2 separate regions of the Ovis aries genome follow, and region 1 is linked to region 2. The links are chromatin contacts, called in public Hi-C maps. All regions are on one chromosome and are shown on one strand. The core of a region is the stretch at or near the end of the contact, and the rest is flanking DNA. Distances in the headings are between cores, read along the strand shown.

Evidence for each region. A called contact is a pair of places that touch in the nucleus more often than the background predicts.
Region 1: a Hi-C map of hypothalamus shows a contact between it and region 2, with 5 times the contacts expected there. The contact joins the promoter of SEC14L1 here to the enhancer-like site in region 2. A contact is called at or near these places in 13 of 16 Hi-C or Micro-C datasets (blood, hypothalamus, liver and 6 more).

Annotation. Positions count from the first base shown.
Region 1 is chr11:54,093,114-54,098,993 of ARS-UI_Ramb_v3.0, reverse strand. It overlaps SEC14L1 (SEC14 like lipid binding 1), which reads left to right and starts at 4,091. Exons shown (of 16, transcript XM_060394978.1): 1 at 4,091-4,175.
Region 2 is chr11:54,041,096-54,046,530 of ARS-UI_Ramb_v3.0, reverse strand. No RefSeq gene overlaps it. Among named protein-coding and RNA genes, the nearest start is that of SEPTIN9, 27 kb to the right of the region's middle. Within about 2 kb of position 3,605, at least 12 of the 54 cell types and tissues checked have an H3K27ac peak or open chromatin away from gene starts, as enhancers often do. A contact at or near this core is called in hypothalamus, where this site is marked.

The DNA of each region.
Region 1 (5,880 bases), core at 2,842-5,341, 52 kb before region 2:
TGAAGGGGAGATGAAAGTAAAGTCATTCTGAACAAAAGAAAGATTTATAGAAGATCTCGGATGGCAGGCTTTGAAGCTGAAATCTATCTCTATTGCCAGTGTTAGATTTTGAGCAAATGAGTGAGAGTCTGTGTGTGTGTGTGTGTGTGTGTTTGAAAGAGAAATTTGCCAGTAGCATGGAGAGTGTCTTGGAAGAGGGAAGACTTGGAGGAGGGGGAAGCCAATTAAGATATGGAGAGCTTTGCCTCTCCAGATTGAAATGAAATATTTTAGAAAAATGTAAGGCTGGATGATAGCTTTTGCAGATCTGTCTTCTTGGCTTGAAGTTTTCCCAGGTTGGGAGTGATGCAATGATATTAGCTCAAAATCATGGGATGACTGCCAGTGCTCAACGAAGAAACTGTGCCTGTAGGGTAACCTATATTTTTTGTACTTTTCCAGGCCAGAAACTTTGCCAGATGGTCCACATCAGGAGAAACTGTCATGCCTTGCAAGGTTGTCTTTTACCCTTTTACTGCCAAATGAGAAAGTGATCTCTTCCAGAAGTGGAAGAGACCCGACATGTCCCAGGATCTGACCAAAGTAGAAATCGTATATGCCGAGGTGGGTAGGGCCACCAGAGAATCAGAACTCAGTGCTCTCGTTGCTGTTTAGTCACCAAGGCGTGTCCAACTCTTTCGCGACCCTGTGTACTGTAACCCACCAGACTCCTTCGTCCGTGGGATTTCCCAGGTAAGAATACTGGGAGTGGGTTGCCATTTCCTTCTTCAGGGGACCTTCCTGACCCAGGGATCAAACCTGCACCTCCTGCCTTAGCAGGGGCATTCTTTACCACTCAGCCACCAGGGAAGCCTAAGTGCTCTCAGCACAGCCTGAATATTTCACTGACCTTGAGATTTAGTAATGTTCAAAGGATTCGTTCAGACTTACCTCCTGTTTATTTCACTGTTGTGGGCAAGAGGTTGGGCTCAGCAGGCTGAAATGTTAGCCAAGACAACCACTTGCCTCCCAGTGTCCTTTCTGCAATGACCCTTCCTTTAATCCATACCCCCGATCCTCTTAGGTGTCAACAACTTTCTGATCTTTTCTTGAGATGACTATTGATAGAGCACTAAGATGGGTGAAGAAGATGTGGTCAGAGGGACCAGTAACCATGTCCCCAGCTCAGGTTAGTCCTGTTGGGGAAGATGTAACAGGCCAGAGGGTCTGTGTCCAGGTTGTGGATGCCACATCCTGTTGTCAGCCAGAGGTGACCACCAGGAATGGCAATTTCAGACTCAGGCTCCTAGTGGGGACTCAGCTGAGTTACCCAAGGGAACCAGAGTGTCTCGTTGTAGATGCCAGAGCTTGGCCATCCTCTGTCTCCATTCCAAAGGCATCTGATAAATGGCCTATACAAAGTACCCATCAGGGCTTCCATCCAACAAGTAAGAGGGACACAGATGCTCCTCAAGCTAGGGACTCAGTCAAGGTGTTTCAGAGACTCTCATAATATGACCTTAAAGAATCTGTCTGAGGAAGAGAGCTGGTGTGCACCGGAAGATAGGAGCAGCAGGATGGTCTTTGGTGGGGCCCTGCTGCTGCGCCAGGCCTGTCCTTTGCTCTGCTTGTCACACACACATGCACACACAGACACACTACTGCACACACACACATACACACACACACACTACTGCACGCACACACCCTACTTCCAAGGAAGCATCTTTCAAGGAAGGATGTTTGGTCTTCATCCTCTCCTCCTGCTCACCTCGGGTAGAGGACACATCATCATGATGGGAAAGCAGCAAGACAGAAGGAACCTATGTCCCTGATGACAAGACCAGAGGCCACCTGCAGCCACATTCAGGTGGTCTTGAGGGAGTCGGCAGTTGACAGTGATCAGGGAGGTGTCATTCCCACCCTGGACTTTCCTGGACTTGATTCATGCGCAAGGGACACAGACTTATCTTGTCAAGGCACTTTTACTTTGGCTTTTGGTCACTGGCAGCCAAACCTGATCCCGATATACTTTTCCTCTGCTCACCTTTACGCCTCACCCAGCATCTGACACATAATAAGAACTCTGTGCACGTGTGTTAAAAGGACTGGATCTTTTTGCTTAACTCTGCAGTGTGGTGTTCAGTGTTGTTTCTTATAGATTTTGGATATCTGCCCAATGGAACTGATTTTAAAACAATCAAACACACCATACCTTATGCATCTAGAGGAGTGCTGCTCCCTTCCCGAGTCTATTCACCTTGGGAATCTGTTCATGTATCTTGATGATACTGCTTAAAGACACAGTTCATGTATCTTTTTTCTTTTTTTAAACCACGTTCTGTCACTGTACGTGCACCAGGTTTCACTGGAGACTTATCCCTGGTTTCGCTGTTGGGATTGTGTGACCCAGAACTGGACACTGAGCTCTCTGGATCAAAAGACTGGTTCAAGGGTGGGCATGTGATCTAGGTCAGGCTTGTGGGATCTAGCCCGACCAGGGATTGAACCTGTGTCCCTCGCTTTAGCAGGTGGATTCTTAACCACTGGGCCACCGGGGAAGTCCACGTGAAGATTTCTACAATTTGGATTTTTCAAGAAAGTAATTTTATGTGTAAAAAAAATTTCACTGAAGTATAAATATACATACAAAGCACACAAACTGTAAGTGTATGACTTAATAAATTCCTCAGTCTCTTTTGATCTATAGTGTGGCCTTTATCCTATTTTTTTCCATTGTACTTTGATAAACAATATATTTGTCATGCAGCATTTCCCATGATGAATGCTTGGCTGATAATTTCCCCCTTGGTGTCATTTAACATGTTGCTCTGTTCTCTATTTCCTGTAAATTTCTGGTTGCATCTAGAGCCTTATCAGATGAGGTCAATTCTGGGGTGAGACCATTTCATAAGTGCTATTGTTTACTGGGCTGTCTCTTTTCCCAGCATCTTTTGAAGGTGGATGTGATTTTTACAAACAGGCAAAAGCCAGTTCCTAGATGAGTCTAGTAAGCAGGGTAGGTGATCATGTTGGAGAATGATGGTTTGAGTTGAAAAACAAGGTGTGATCAAGTAATGAATGATTTTCTTGTGTGACTGGTAAACTGGCCCTGAAGGGAATTCTAAAACAGTTCCAAATATGTGCTCTGCCCTGGCAGCGTCAAATGCACAGCCACCCAGGGTGACTAATGGGAACGGAACAACAGTGACATTGATGGAGAAACTGTATGTTGGCTATAAAACCAGCCTTGTTGTGTGGGTGGACGTGCGTGCGGTCCCTCTCTAGTGATTAGCTCTTCTTAAGAATCCCCAAAGGTCTCAATGTGTATCACACTTGTGCTTCGAAGTTGGAGCTCTCGCTGAAACGCCAGATCCGCTTGGCTTAGTTCCATTGCACAGCCTGGACGTGTTGACAAGATGCTGCTGGGTCCCACCCAGCCCCTCCCCAGCCCTGGCATTTGCCTCATCTGCATTACTCGGCGAGAATGTGGTCAGGGCACTGCAGAAGTCAACACAAAACGAGGAAGCTCGGAGAGCCTCCTGAGCCGATCAGACCGAGGGCAGGGCCTCCGGGCAGGGGGCCTAGCCAGGGCCGTGGGCGCCAGCAAAGCCGGAAGGCCCCAGCTGTTCTGAAGCCTCTTAGACTTTCCAGTTTCAAGTCAGCGGAACTCCCCCGGGTCTCGGCTCACCACCGGTTTGGTTTTTTTTGGTTTCGGCCACTTCCGAGGGGCTACTTGTGGGCCCCGCCCCTTACCCAAGACACGCCCCCTGACGCAACCCTGGGCGGGGCCAGGCGCCTTTGGCCCTCGGCGCTTCTGGGCGAACTCCGGCTCCGAGCGCCGCCCACGTCCGCCCGACCCGGAGTCGGCGCCTGCGCAGTTCGGCTGGGTCCCCGTTGTCAGCCCTCCCCACCTCCCTAGCAACCGTCCTCGCGCCCGCCTCCGCCCCTAGGCCGCCTTCGCGCACGCGCTCCCCTTCCGGCCTCCGGCCCCGCCCTCCCCGTCACCCGTAACAACCACTCGAGCCTCGCCGGGCCCCTCCCGCTCCCGCCCCCGCCGACCCCCCCGGCCCACTCGCCGGAACCGGCGGCGGAGCTGCGGCCGGCCGGCAGTGGAACGGCGACGGCGCCACGGAGCCGCCGGCATGAGCGCCCTCGGCCGCCCCGCCTCCCCGGCCCGGCTTTTCTGACGAGAGGTAGGCGCGCGTCTCCGCGGCGGGCTCCGAGCGCACCCCCCGTCCCGGCCCCTGCGGGCGGCCTCCCGGCCTAGCCCACCCTTCCCCGGCCCCTCGGCCCCGCTCGGCTTGCCTCAGCTCCGCCGCACGGATCGGGAGCGGGCCTTCCTTTCGCCCCGTCTCGTGAGGCTCCTACAGTCGCCCCCTCCCCGCCCCCATCACCCCCTATCTTCCCGCCCGGGAGACCCCCCCCTTTTTCCTGGGGGAAGCGGAGTTTGGGTTCCCAGCCTGCCCCCCATGGTGCATCTCCCCGGGTCTCCCTGGGACTGGGGGCCCGAGAAACCGCCGCGCCGGGACCCTCCCCACCCCCGCCCTCCGCCAGATGGAGCCGAGGGCCCGGCCGCCCCTCCAGCCTGTTTGGGGTGGACTCGTTGAGTCCGGCCATTGGCTAATTTTAAAGCACCGATTGTCATGCAATAGAGGGCTGCCCTGGTCCTCGGTGCCGCTTGGCCGTTGTAACTCCGGATTCCCACGTAGGACGTTGGTTTGGACCAGAGCATCCGAAGCTGGGAACTGGCAGGAGTTCAGAAGCTTGGGAATTACCAGGTTCTTGAGCGTAGTCGCTTCGGGTTCTGCCAGGCAGTGGAATCCCGAATGGGTGTTACGGGAGTCTTAACCGCGCATTCCTCTTTTTTTTTTTTTTTTAACTTCTCTCCCCATCTCTACAACCCCTTTACATACCCAGTAAGTATCCTCTCTTTCTGTGGAAGATACCCTAAAATTAAATTTTCCTAGTTAAAAATTTAAAAGATTATCGAATTCCTGCTGTGCACCAGCATTATCAGGTTGGCAAAACTAAACAGAACTCAATCCCGGCGCACCAGGACCTGCCAGTCCCAGAATCAAGATTAATGACGGCATTCCAGTTGATTGTGGTGGATTCAGGAGTTTTGGCTCTGAGTCTCCTGATTTTAAGATTTCCCCGGTGGCTCAGACGGTAAAGCATGTGCCCACAATGAGGGAGACCCGGGTTCGAAACCTGGGTCAGGAAGATCCTCTGGAGAAGGAAATGGCAACCCACTCCAGTACTCTTGCCTGGAGAATCCCATGGATGGAGGAGCGTGGTAGGCTACAGTCCATGGGGTCGCAAAGAGTCGGACACGACCGAGCCACTTCACTTCACTCCTGTTTTTAGAGTTGGAAGTCTTACAGTGTTATCTCACTCTGAACCTCACTTCACAGAGGTGGATCTGAGTCCCGGGAAAGTCAAATGACTTGCTTGAGGTCGCCCCGAGTTACTCTTTAGCAGTTTTTCTTTAGCTGCCAGATGTAGCTGTTTGCTGCCAGAACCTGGTCTTTCTGAGAGGTATGTGAATCATACTAAATGTAATTAATATGGGTAGGAATCATGAAATAAAATATACCTTTGTAATTTTTTCTTTTATTACAGCTAGACTTTGGGCTCCTTGAGGATATTCCGTTTTGTACTTTTGAATATCCTCTCATTGTACTTAGCATAAAATAACTTTCTTAATGATTATCCTCAGCAGGACAGGTAGGCTCTTTGGATTTATTTTTCTTTCTCCCTTTTAAATAGGGAAGTGAAGTCCCATAGAGGGCTCCAAATAAAAGTGTGTTTTTCAGAAAAATCCAGTTTAGGCTGAAGCCAGCCTTTGAATGTGCCCCTGGAGAAGGATTCTTGAAGGGTGAAGTAGGCTTGAACACT
Region 2 (5,435 bases), core at 2,356-4,855:
CTCAGTGGGAGTGCCCACACAGATTGCCCAGGCCTCAGGGCGGGAGCAGGTAAGGCCTGCAGGTGGCCCACACGCCCGCAGCCCGGCCTAGGTTGTGAGCCTGCCTTCCCCCTCCCCCCGGCATTCAAGACAGGCTCCAGTTAGCAGCACCAAGTGGAGTACTGCTGACTCGGCCAGCTTGTCCCCGAGGGGAGGGAAGACTTTTGCCACGGATTCCTTCCTGCTCTGCTGTCTCCTGGGCCCACTTTACAAGCCACTAATGTAGCGGCAGCTTCTGGTGGCGGCTGCAGCAACAGGAAAAGCAGATGGGGTCGGCAGCACCTGTCCCCTGCCGCCCGTCCCTGTCCTCAGAGCCTCTGGGAAACGGGCATCAACAGTGGGCGGTGGGTCTTTGTATCAGGCCAGCAAGTCGTTAGCATGTATTGATCTGCATTGATGTTACATATGTGTGAATACATGTATAACATGGATATATAATGTGCACACACACTCCAGGTTCTTCCTCAATGACTCAGTGGTAAGGAATCCGCCCGCAGTGCGGGAGACCTGGGTTGGGAAGATCCCCTAGAGGAGGGCATGGCAACCCACTCCCAAGATTCTTTCCTGGAGAATCTCATGGACAGAAGAGGCTGCCGGGCTCCAAGTCCATGGAGCCATGGAGTTGGACATGACTGAAGTGACTGAGCACGCCCGGGTGCCCACACACACACGTATCCCCTGCTTTTCCAAAATGCACCTTACACCATTTTCCTTTTATGAAAGACCTACATTAGCACCCATTTTCAGTAACAGAAATCCGAAGAGGATTTTTGCTTGTGTGAAAGGCAGAGTGAGAACAGCGTTCAGTGTTGGTTTCGTTACAGAGGGAGTGCTCCTGAGTAGTGAGGGAGGGCCCCCCAGGCTCCTTCCCAGAAACCACACTTGGCATCTCAACACGCAGCCGCCGCAGCTGTGAACCCTGTCTCCGTGTCTGTGCTTTATCGCAGTTTATTCTTTGAACCGGTTACCAGAGCATACCCTAAGGTAATTGCTTCTTCCCTTAATGCTATTTTGACTTAGGAAGGGTTTCATAGGACCACTGTACTTTCGGACAGTGGGAATAATAAACAAGCTTTGGTTATAAAATTTATTGATCAACTTAGCACCTGGATTATGGTCTTTCAATACCTTTCCTCGCTGAAGAAGCCATTCTTGGAGAAATGGCTGATTCTAGGTCTGGTACAGGAAATTTACAAGATCGAGCCGGGGAAATGTTATCTCATCAAAGAGGAAAGAAGTGATCAAAGACACAAGGGTCATAGCACAAGGGCTCGGAAGCTGACTTGAGGCTTTCATTGGTCAAGAATGAAACACCTTGGGGGACTTCCCTGGTGGTCTGTTGACTGAGACTCTGTGCTCCCAACACAAGGGGCCCGGGTTCCATTCTTGGTCAGGGAATTAGATCCCACGTGCTGCAACTAAGTCCCTATGCCGCACCTAATAACAGTCCTGCATGTCACCTAATAACAACGGTCCTGCATGTCACAACTAAGACCTGGTGCAGCCAAATAAATAGAATGGAGCACTTTAGATTGCAATCAACTTCCAACCCCCTGACTGTTAAAATCCATGAATTCATAATTCTAAGTAATTTTCATATAGAACTGATCCCCTTTGGAGGACAATAAGGAACCAATTTTGAAAGCTCGTAAGTAAACAAGGTGACTTTATCCTGCCTTTCCTAAATGGACAGAAGCTGGAGAGCAGTACCCATGAAAGTAAGCAAGCTAATTAATTAAAGGAATAACTGCCATTTTGCATGAGTGAACAGATATAAGCGTTCAGCATCTTCAGTTACTCAGTTCCGTTCAGTCACTCAGTCATGTCTGACTGCGACCTCATGAACTGCAGCACGCCAGGCCTCCCTGTCCATCACCAGCTCCTGAAGTTTACTCAAACTCGTCCACTGAGTCAGCAATGCCATCCAACTGTCTCATCCTCTGTCATCCCCTTCTGCCTTCAATCTTTCCCAGCATCAGGGTCTTTTCCAATGAGTCAGTTCTTCACATCAGGTGGCCAAAGTATTGGAGTTTCAGCTTCAGCATCAGTCCTTCCAATGAATATTCAGGACTGATTTCTTTTAGGATGGACTGGTTGGATCTCCCTGCAGTCCAAGGGACACTCAAGAGTCTTCTCCAATACCACAGTTCAAAAGCATCAGTTCTTCGGTGCTCAGCTGCTAAGGTCACAGAAGGACAACTGCATATTCTGGTCATCTGGAGAACTGCAGCCCTGTGAGTTCTTAAGCCCAAGCCAGGCTCTGGGTCTGGCTGCTGATTTGTAGGAAGTATAGAAGATGGGCAACAGCTGAACTGCACTACGGGAAACGAGGTTCGGGTTCTTCAACAAATAAATTGTGCGGGGAAGAAAGGAATGGAAGTGGGGGAGTCCCATAAATTAAAGAGATTTTCACTTAACAAGCAAGACCAAACAGTATTACCTAGAGATGCACATAGCCAAGTGATGGTTCCTTCTGGGGATGCAGCCCAGGTTATGGGCGGCGTGGGGCGGTCTTTCCACCGAGTTGCGGATTCGACTATGCTCTTCCATGTCTCTGTTTTATAGTAAGGTTTATTGTTGTTTTTTAGTTAGGGCTTTAGGTGGGTTGTTTTCACTACAAGGAAAGTAATGCTGGTTCTTTCACTGGGAATCTCCTCCTTTTACCTGGACTTCCCTGGTGGCTCACTCAGTAAAGTATCTGCTTGTAATGCAGGAGACCCCGGTTGGGTGCCTGGATTGGGAAGTTCCGCTGGAGAAGGAAATGGCAACCTACTCCAGCATTCTTGCCTGGGAAATCCCATGGACAAAGGAGCCTAGTGGGCTGCAGTCCATGGGGCTGCAGAGTTGGCCACAGCCGAGCAACTTAACACTTCTGCTTTCCTTTTACCCAGATCACAAGGTGGGGGCTGCTGGCACCCACGGCCCAAGTTTCGAGCCCGGGGACATACCCTGCGTTTGTTGTGTCTGTGCCCAGGACAGCAAAACAGTGCCAGCCAGCTGGCAGCAAGTGACAGCCGGGCTCCTGGGGTCTTCCAGGAGAAAATCGGAGGCTGGTCCCTTTAAAATTCTACCCCTGCTGAGTGCTGCCTATGACCTGCCCTTTCTCTTCCTTCAAATAGAAGCAACCACTTTCCCACTCCGACCTTGCCTTTGGGTTTAAGAGTGCGGTCGGTCACCAGGGCCTGTTTTGACAGCGACAGAGAGCCAGTTATGAGCCCTGGGGTATCCAAATTACTGAGCCTCTGTGCACCAGCCCCAAACGCCCTGTGTCAAAGTGAGACACAAGGGCAGGGGAGTCTCTGGGCTCTTTCTGGGAACCTAAGAGAGGCGAGTGCCTAGCTCCAGAAAGTAGGACCCTCCCAGCTGCTCCTGTAGAAGCATCCAGATTCCCACGGAATTGTCGGGCTGCCGAGTCGTGCTCCTTCCGTTTTGCCAGGCTGGTCTGCACCCCTGCTCAGAGTCCCTGCGTTACAGTCAGAGAGCAAAACCCATCCTCAGCCCCCAGCTGGGGCCCCCTTCCGGCCGATGAAGGTTAGTCACAGCTCCATCCAGGGAATTGCGTCCATGGGCGCCACCTTGTGGCCACGAGGAAGATGTGCATGCCCGTCATCGAGTTGGGCAGTGAGCGTCTCTGCTTTCATCTCTGCCCCTGGAGTCCCAGCCATGGGAGAAAACTCTTCAGCTCCCACGTCTGCTAAAATCTTGCCTGGAAGAGGTGTGATGGGTAATTCTATGGGTCGATTTGGCTGAGCCGTGGGGCCAAGCTATTTGGTCACCATACAGTTCTGAGTGTGTCTGTGAGGGTGGTTTTTTTTTTTTTAGATGAAATTAACATTTACTGGGTAGACTGAGAAAAGCAGATGGGCCCCATCCAATCAGCTCAAGGCCTGAATAGAACAAAAAGGTTGACCCTCCCATAAGTTAGAGAGGATTCCTCCTCCCCAGTGGCCTTGATCTGAGACACTGGCTTTTTCTCTTTTGGAGTGGGCACCAGCTCTTCCTGAGTCTGCCATCTGCCTGCCTTTAGGAGTCAGGCCGTCAGCTCTCCTGGGTCTCCAGCTCACCCACTGCAGGTCCCAGGACTCGTCAGCCTCCATTATCACATGAGCCAGTTCCTTATGCCAAGCCTCTTTCTGTACAAATACATCCTATTATGTATATACATCCTGTGGAAACTTGATAGATTGCAGAAAGTTTGCTCCAGTCCTGGCATTGCAAAGCCTTTGACATTTACCACTTACAACAACAAAAAGCCTGATTAATCTGGAATCATCTCTCCTCAGCTGGGGTGGGGGGTGGGTGTGTGTTTTGATTTGGGTTTTCCCCTCTATAGGTTTATCCTTCTTTATTTTACGTAGAATGAAATTCCAGGCTGTCAGAGCTGGGCAAAGAGCTTAGACTGATCTGAAAGTGAAAGCTGCTCAGTCGTGTCCAACTCTTTGCGACCCCATGGCCTATACAGTCCATGGAGTTCTCCAGGCCAGAATACTGCAGTGGGTAGCCATTCCCTTCTCCAGGGGATCTTCCCAACCCAGGGATCGAACCCAGGTCTCCCACATTGCAGGTGGATTCTTTACCAGCTGAGCCACAAGCTCTTACAGCTTAAGAAGGTGCAGCCCAGAGAAGGGAGGGGGTGCTCCCTGAACAGCGGCCCTGAGTCTAGCCAGGAGCTCCCACAGCCCTGGGTCTCACCTGCTTGCTGTCACTGATGATAAAATGCTGTCGCTGACGATAAAATGGGAGGAAGCAGGTTATCTCCTCAGGTCGCTGTCAAGATACAGCCAGCAAGTGGTTATCAGAGCCGGTCTGCTAATGCAGGGGTGCAGGACAGCTGGGACACTCCAAGGACTTGGGGACCCAGCCGGGGCCCAGGTCTGAGGAGACACCAGTACCTGCCGGGGAGGGTCCTCCGGGATGGGGACAAGCTGCCAAAGGCGAGATCTGAAGGCAGGGCACACGAAACAAGAAAGCTTTGCAGCACCGTCTCCTCCCATTTCAGGGAGGAAACGAGAGCCACAGGGGTGGTTAGATGTCGCTGACTGTCCCCCTGCTCGGCCGACCATGGAAATGGAGACAGACAGCCTGCTGTGGAGGGAGGTGGCTGCTGGGGACAGCTGCTTCTGGGCCTTCCAGCACCTTCTCTCTGTCTACCCCCACCCGTCACTCTCTGTGCAGGGCTGAGCACAAGGCCCGGGGTGGGGGCACAGCTCCTGCACTCACAGTCGGTGTGTGTGTCCTTGGCCCACGGCTCTGTCCCCGCCGGGGCCAAGGACAGCACCTGCCTCAGGGCAGACACCCCAAGATGTCTATGGAGTGGAATGGAGTTCTCCTCGCTTCTGGCCTCACGTGTGTGCTAAGCCATCACAGTCCTGTCCGATCCTGCGACCCCATGGAGG